Regions from separate parts of the Rattus norvegicus genome. Here region 2 is linked to region 1. The links are chromatin contacts, called in public Hi-C maps. All regions are on one chromosome and are shown on one strand. The core of a region is the stretch at or near the end of the contact, and the rest is flanking DNA. Distances in the headings are between cores, read along the strand shown.

What was found. A called contact is a pair of places that touch in the nucleus more often than the background predicts.
Region 2: a contact with region 1 is called in a Hi-C map of frontal cortex, with 2.4 times the contacts expected there. The contact joins the enhancer-like site here to the promoter of Adam10 in region 1. A contact is called at or near these places in 4 of 12 Hi-C or Micro-C datasets (the A7r5 cell line, frontal cortex, hepatocytes and 1 more).

The regions. Positions count from the first base shown.
Region 1 is chr8:80,225,477-80,228,192 of GRCr8, reverse strand. It overlaps Adam10 (ADAM metallopeptidase domain 10), which reads right to left and starts at 1,331. Exons shown (of 16, transcript NM_019254.1): 1 at 1,070-1,331. The coding sequence starts at 1,124.
Region 2 is chr8:80,503,837-80,506,804 of GRCr8, reverse strand. All of the region lies in intron 1 of Lipc (lipase C, hepatic type), which reads left to right. Among named protein-coding and RNA genes, the nearest start is that of Lipc, 11 kb to the left of the region's middle. Within about 2 kb of position 1,439, at least 5 of the 93 cell types and tissues checked have an H3K27ac peak or open chromatin away from gene starts, as enhancers often do.

The sequences.
Region 1 (2,716 bases), core at 82-2,581:
ACTGACAACCATCCAAAACACCCCTGGAAGTTTTCCGGGTTTTCTTTTTGTTTTGTTTCCAATTCAATGCTTTTAAGCTAAGCTCTATCCGAATACCTGGGTGGCAAATCAGCTTACCAAAGGTAAAGCACTTTCTCATAGGAACAAAATAATCATGCGACCTCTCCTAGGAAACACTGGGAATGAAATATCGCTGTATCTCAAACCCGAAGCGTCAGGAAACTTTAAGCAACTGTGAACGCCAATTTGCAGGGGGAGGGAGCACAGCTCTGACAATCCTCTGACTACGCGGTACATCTGCTCCACCTGAGAGTTTAAGAAAACTCTGCAAGTTGGATAGCCCAGGAAGGGTTGGTCTTGCTTCTCTAGGGGACTCAAATCAAACAGACAGACAGATCGAAGAGCATCCTAAAACGGCTTGCTATCCTCCTCAGTCAACTAAGCCTTGCCCCGGGGAGACAGAAGACAGAAGACAGACAGACAGACAGACAGACAGACAGACAGACACACACACACACACACACACACACACACACACCCTCCGGAGCGCTGGCTGCCAACACTCCGAAAAGATCACGATGAGGAGGGAAGGCGCTCGGGTGGGACACGCACACCGGCGCCCGCCCCGGGTCCGCTCCAGATCGCCCCGCTCGCTCGCTTCCAGAACAATGCAAGCGCCGCGCTGCCAACCTCGCAAGTTGCTGCGAGTCTGCGCGGTCCCGGAGCTCGGACCGGGGCAGGGTTAAGGTGGCTGCGGAGCGCGCGAGGGCGGCTGGCCTGGGCTCCGCGGCTCCCGGGAAAGCGGCGCGAGAAGCTAGGCAGGCAGGGCCGCCGGGCCGTGGGGGCGGGGAAGGCCTGGCCCGGGGCTCCGCAGCCTGCTCCGGCCGCCGCCGGCGGGAGCGCGGTCCGGGCGCGCGAGGGACAATAGCGCGCGGGGAGCGCGGCTCGGGGTCGGCTGAGGCGAGCTGAGAGCTGACAGAAGCTGAGGAGACCTGACACGCGCGGCCCGGCTCTGCGACGCTGCGCTCGGCCGACCGCCGCTCCTCCGCCGCCCGGGGTAGTGTCTCACCTCCCAGCCCCGCCGCCCAGGAGAGGAGCAGAATTAACACTGTCGGCAACACCATCTTCCGCGGCCGCCGCCTCCTCACGGGTTAACCGCGGTGCATCGATCCTGAGGGAGCCGCGACCGGCGCTGGGTCCCGACGAGCCTCCCCGGCAGTGGCACCGGCGAAGCGCCTCCCTCTCGCTCCACTTCAGGGGCCCAGCCGCGCGCCCTACTCCGCCAAAACAGGGCCCTCCCTCCCCCTCGGCCTCTTCCTTCCTCCCTTCCCCGCTTCCCGGCCCTCGCTCTTCGCCTGGTCTCAGCCCCTTCCCTGAGCCGCGGCCCTCCGCCTCCTTTCTCGCCACGTGACGCATCCGTACCCAATGCACTCGCGAGGCCGCGCCCCTGCCTCCCGCCCCGCCCTGCTCCCACAGGCGCCCCGGGATGGTGCGCATGCGTGCCAAGGCGAGCGCCCCGGCCGCTAGGCCCGGCCGCTGCTTCCTGTCCGCTGCCGGCGAGCAGGGATTGGCCTTGGAGGGCGGGGCTACGGGAAGACCCGCCCACCGCCCCGGGCGGGAGCGCTCTTTTCTCGGTGAAAGTGCTACCTGGTTCTACCAGCTGTTAGGGGCTGTCGCTGGGGCTCACACCCTAGCCCGAAGCTCTCAAACAGGGCTTTCGGCTTCTTTGCCTCCAGAAAACGAGAGGTTTTCCTTGCTTCTCTATCTGCCTCTCTCGAAGCTCTGCATCTGCCAAGTAAACAAAAGCAGTCGCAGCAAGCCCTGTTTTTAGCCGCGATGCACAGCTCTGGTGGGAACATACGGGAAAAGATCCAACAGGAAGAAAGGATACCCAAAGGGGTAGTTTCGTGAACCACTAACAAATGTATGTCACCTACTAGGCCTTAGCCATGATAAAAAGCCGGTGGTCCTTAGTCTCCAGCTCAGAAAAATGCCCTTTTGTTACTCTGTCTCCCTCATACCGCCTTTATGTCAACTTCTACAAAACCGATATTTGGCTTCTCATTTACTTACTTTGATTCTTTATTCTTGTATTCACGAACTACAACTTTAGGGGTAATGGGGGAGGGATTTGTAAGGGTGGGACTGAAAGGAGGGGGAGCTGCGATCTGGATGTAAAGCGAATAAATAAATGAAAAAAAAAAGAACTACAACTTCATTATAAGAATAAATCGCAAACCTTTTACTCCTGCCCTATATATTTTCTACAACCTACATTGTTAAGTCGAATGTGGTTTTTAAATTAAACAGAAATAAAGACGAGTATACTTTTCCCACCCCATCTCCTATCTCTCACCTAATGTATCCTAGGCTGTTCTTTGAGTCTTTGTGGGGCCAAGGATAAACTTGAACTTCTGACTCTTCTGCCTCCCATCTTCCACCTTCCATTCCCCATCGTCCGTGCACCATCAGACCTTGTTTAAGGAGTATATTTATTTTAATTGTTTTGCTTCACTTTACTAAACTCAATACTACAGTCAGAAGTTCCCACATCATCATGATTGTCCTGTCCATTCGCTTCTACTGAAGTATATGAAATCAACATAGACTAACTGAATGTCGTTTTTTTCTTTTTCCTTTTTTAAAGTATCTACTCTTAGGAAAGTTGCCTGTAGACATGTTGCTTTTCACATGTGCTTTCTATTTCTCTCTTACA
Region 2 (2,968 bases), core at 190-2,689, 280 kb before region 1:
GCAGAGGTTGAGTGTTTGCTGCTCTCTCAAAGACCTGAGTTCAGTTCCCAGCACCCACACTATACAGCTCACAAGTGCCTGTAACTCCAGCTCTAGGAGATTGACATCCTCTTCTGGCTATCTCAGGCACCCCAACTCATGTGTGCATGTGTACACACAAGCAAACACACACACACACACACACAGGAGAGAGAGAGAGAGACAGAGAGACAGAGACAGAGAGAGACAGAGAGAGACAGAGAGATGTGTGTATGCTCCAGTGAGTTTCACTAGGTTTCTAGCAAGCAGCATAGCTGAGAAGTTATTTACAGGATCACGGTCAACTTGCCAGTAGCCACCAGCTACCTATCAATCCTCACAGGATGCTAGGTCTTACGAGGCCCTCCCCTTGAAAGGAACGAAAGAATGTTGATGGTCCCAATTTTCCAAATATATATTAAATTCAAGGTAGTCACAAAAATGTGCTCTTCCAAATTAAAACATCTGCAAGCTGAAAAGAAAGTATTTCTTGAAGAGAAGCTTCCGGGCTGAGACTCCATGGTGATGGGTAGAGAAATTGCCACAAAAGCACTGAGCCACTCCTTTCTAACCCTGGAAATCTGCTCCAGGGCGCTCTTCTCACACAAGCTGGACATTAGCAGGGTTGGGCAGGGCCTGAGAAGGACTGGCCTACACATAGCTGTGTAAGACTCTGATGTCAGACACTCCAACTCCCTGGTACTAAGAGGAACCAACATAGTGAAGGGAAAAATACTAATTTATATTAAATCATAAAACAAAATTATAGCTGTTATTTACCACTTGCTGCATTCTAAGCCCCAAGGACAGTACAAAAATCACCATTTCATTTACCCAAAAGCTTCAATCTAAGAGTCCAGGACCTTAGAGTATGTGAGACAATTTTGATTCAATGTGATAAGTGTACAAATTTATGTTGTGCAGAGTTCTGAGGCAAGAATGGTCAGCTAAGAAGGCAGTTTAGACAAGCATGTGTGTGTGTGTGTGTGTGTGCATGTGTGTGTGTGTGCATGTGTGTGTGTTGACTATTCACCTGCATGTATGTCTGCAAACAATGTACACACTGTGCCCAAGAAGGCCAGAAGATGGCATCAGATCCCCTGGAACTGGAGAGGCAGACAGATGTGAGTTGACGTGTGGGTAGTGGGAACTGAGCCTAAGTCCTCTGCAAAAGCAGCCAGAGCTCTTAGCCACCGAGTAATCTCTCCAGCCCCCTGGTTCAAGTCTTAAAGGAAAAGAAGTAGGAGAATATTGTGAGGAAGAAGAAAAGAGTATGAATAGTCTTGACTCGAAGGGCTGAAAGAATGAGAATGAACTCAAGAATTCACGAGACTTCACTATGGCAGTGAGACGAGCAGAAGCAAGGACCCCTAGCTCCACCCTTAAGAAGTTTTCCCTGACCCTGGAGGCTGTGCTGCCCAGATGCAGGTTGGCATTTGAGGAGGTATAGCTTACTAGGTGCCTTCCTTGCTGCCTAGAGAGCCTTATCTCCCAGCCTGGCTGAAACCCTGGTCACTCCCTTCTGGGAAGAAACTACACCAGCAGGAAAGGGCACGGGTGGAGTCTTGTACTCGGCAGTCTTGCAGTCTCCCTGGGCCCTCACACAAATATTTGGCTCTTCCTTCAAAGCAAGTCCAACTTTGAGCAGATCTCTGAAGTATTCTTGTTCATTGTTATTCTGAGCCCTAAGTCATGAGATTCCCATGCAGCTTAACCACTATGACATTCCCATGAAACTTAACCAGTAACATATTAGGAATCGTCCATCATGAAAATCCCTTACTGGGAAAAGAGAACTATGTGCAAATTTCACACCATACTTACTGATCGGTATCAACTTGACATTGAAACGTTCACTCCCATCTGCGTTAATTCACTGAGTTTTTACTGTAAACCTGTAAATATTAGACTGGTGCAAACATCCCATTTTGAAGATGATGGGCTTACCAACTGTATTAGTTACTGCTCTCATTACTGTAGGGGAAAAAAACTGACAAAATGAACTTAAGGGAGAGATTATTTTGGCTCAAAGTTGCCCACGTGACAGGGCCAGGGTGGTAGCGGGAGCACACAGCAGCTTGTGACATTGGACTAGTCAGGCAGGAGAGAGAGAAGATTGCTGGTGCTCAGCTCAGTTCCTCGTTTTATAGTCAGTCTGGAACCCAAGGTTATGGGATGGCACTACACATATTTAGGGTAGGTATTCCCACCTCAATTAACCTACTCTAAAACTCCCTTACACTCACGCCCAGAGTTTCATCTAGATCCTGTCAAATTGGCAATCTTAACCATCACACTAGCTAAGGCCTCTAGGGATGACACCGGCATCAAGCATAAGGGGGTTTCTTTGGCAGACTTCAGCAAGAAAAGGGGAGCCCTAGGACTGCCTCATGGATTGAATTGAGGCTGCTTATGAAAACTGGGCCTGTGTGGATGAGTCTAAGGAAGGCCTGGAAACTGGGAATTCTGGACTGGACTTCATCAAAAGAGAAGGCAAATCTACAGCCAGGCAATCATTATTGACTAATTGCTACACTAAGTCAAGCATGATCTACTAGGTGGGGTGAGGGAAGATGAAACAGAGGTTGAGTTGATGTTTGGAGATTGAGGCGAGGTTCGCAGTTGAAAGGAGAGAAGCCAGGGCATTAGGCTTGCTGGTCAGCCCTCTACCACTGAGCTATACCTGCAGGTCTTGAGCTGAGGTCAATATAGGAGCACCCATGACAGATTCTGACAGTCAGGAAAGAGGATGATTTTATGACATCTGTGGACTCCATAGCCCTCTCTCTGTCCTGACACAGAGATGGAGGACCCTTGCATACCCGGTTACACTCTGTGGGTGCTGTCCATGCTCAGCTGGAGTCTTGGGGTCTGGCTGCAGGTAAGGCAACCCTTGTTTTGTTCTAGTTCTCTCCTCACATAAAGGACTCCTGCAGGTGTCTCTGAACCC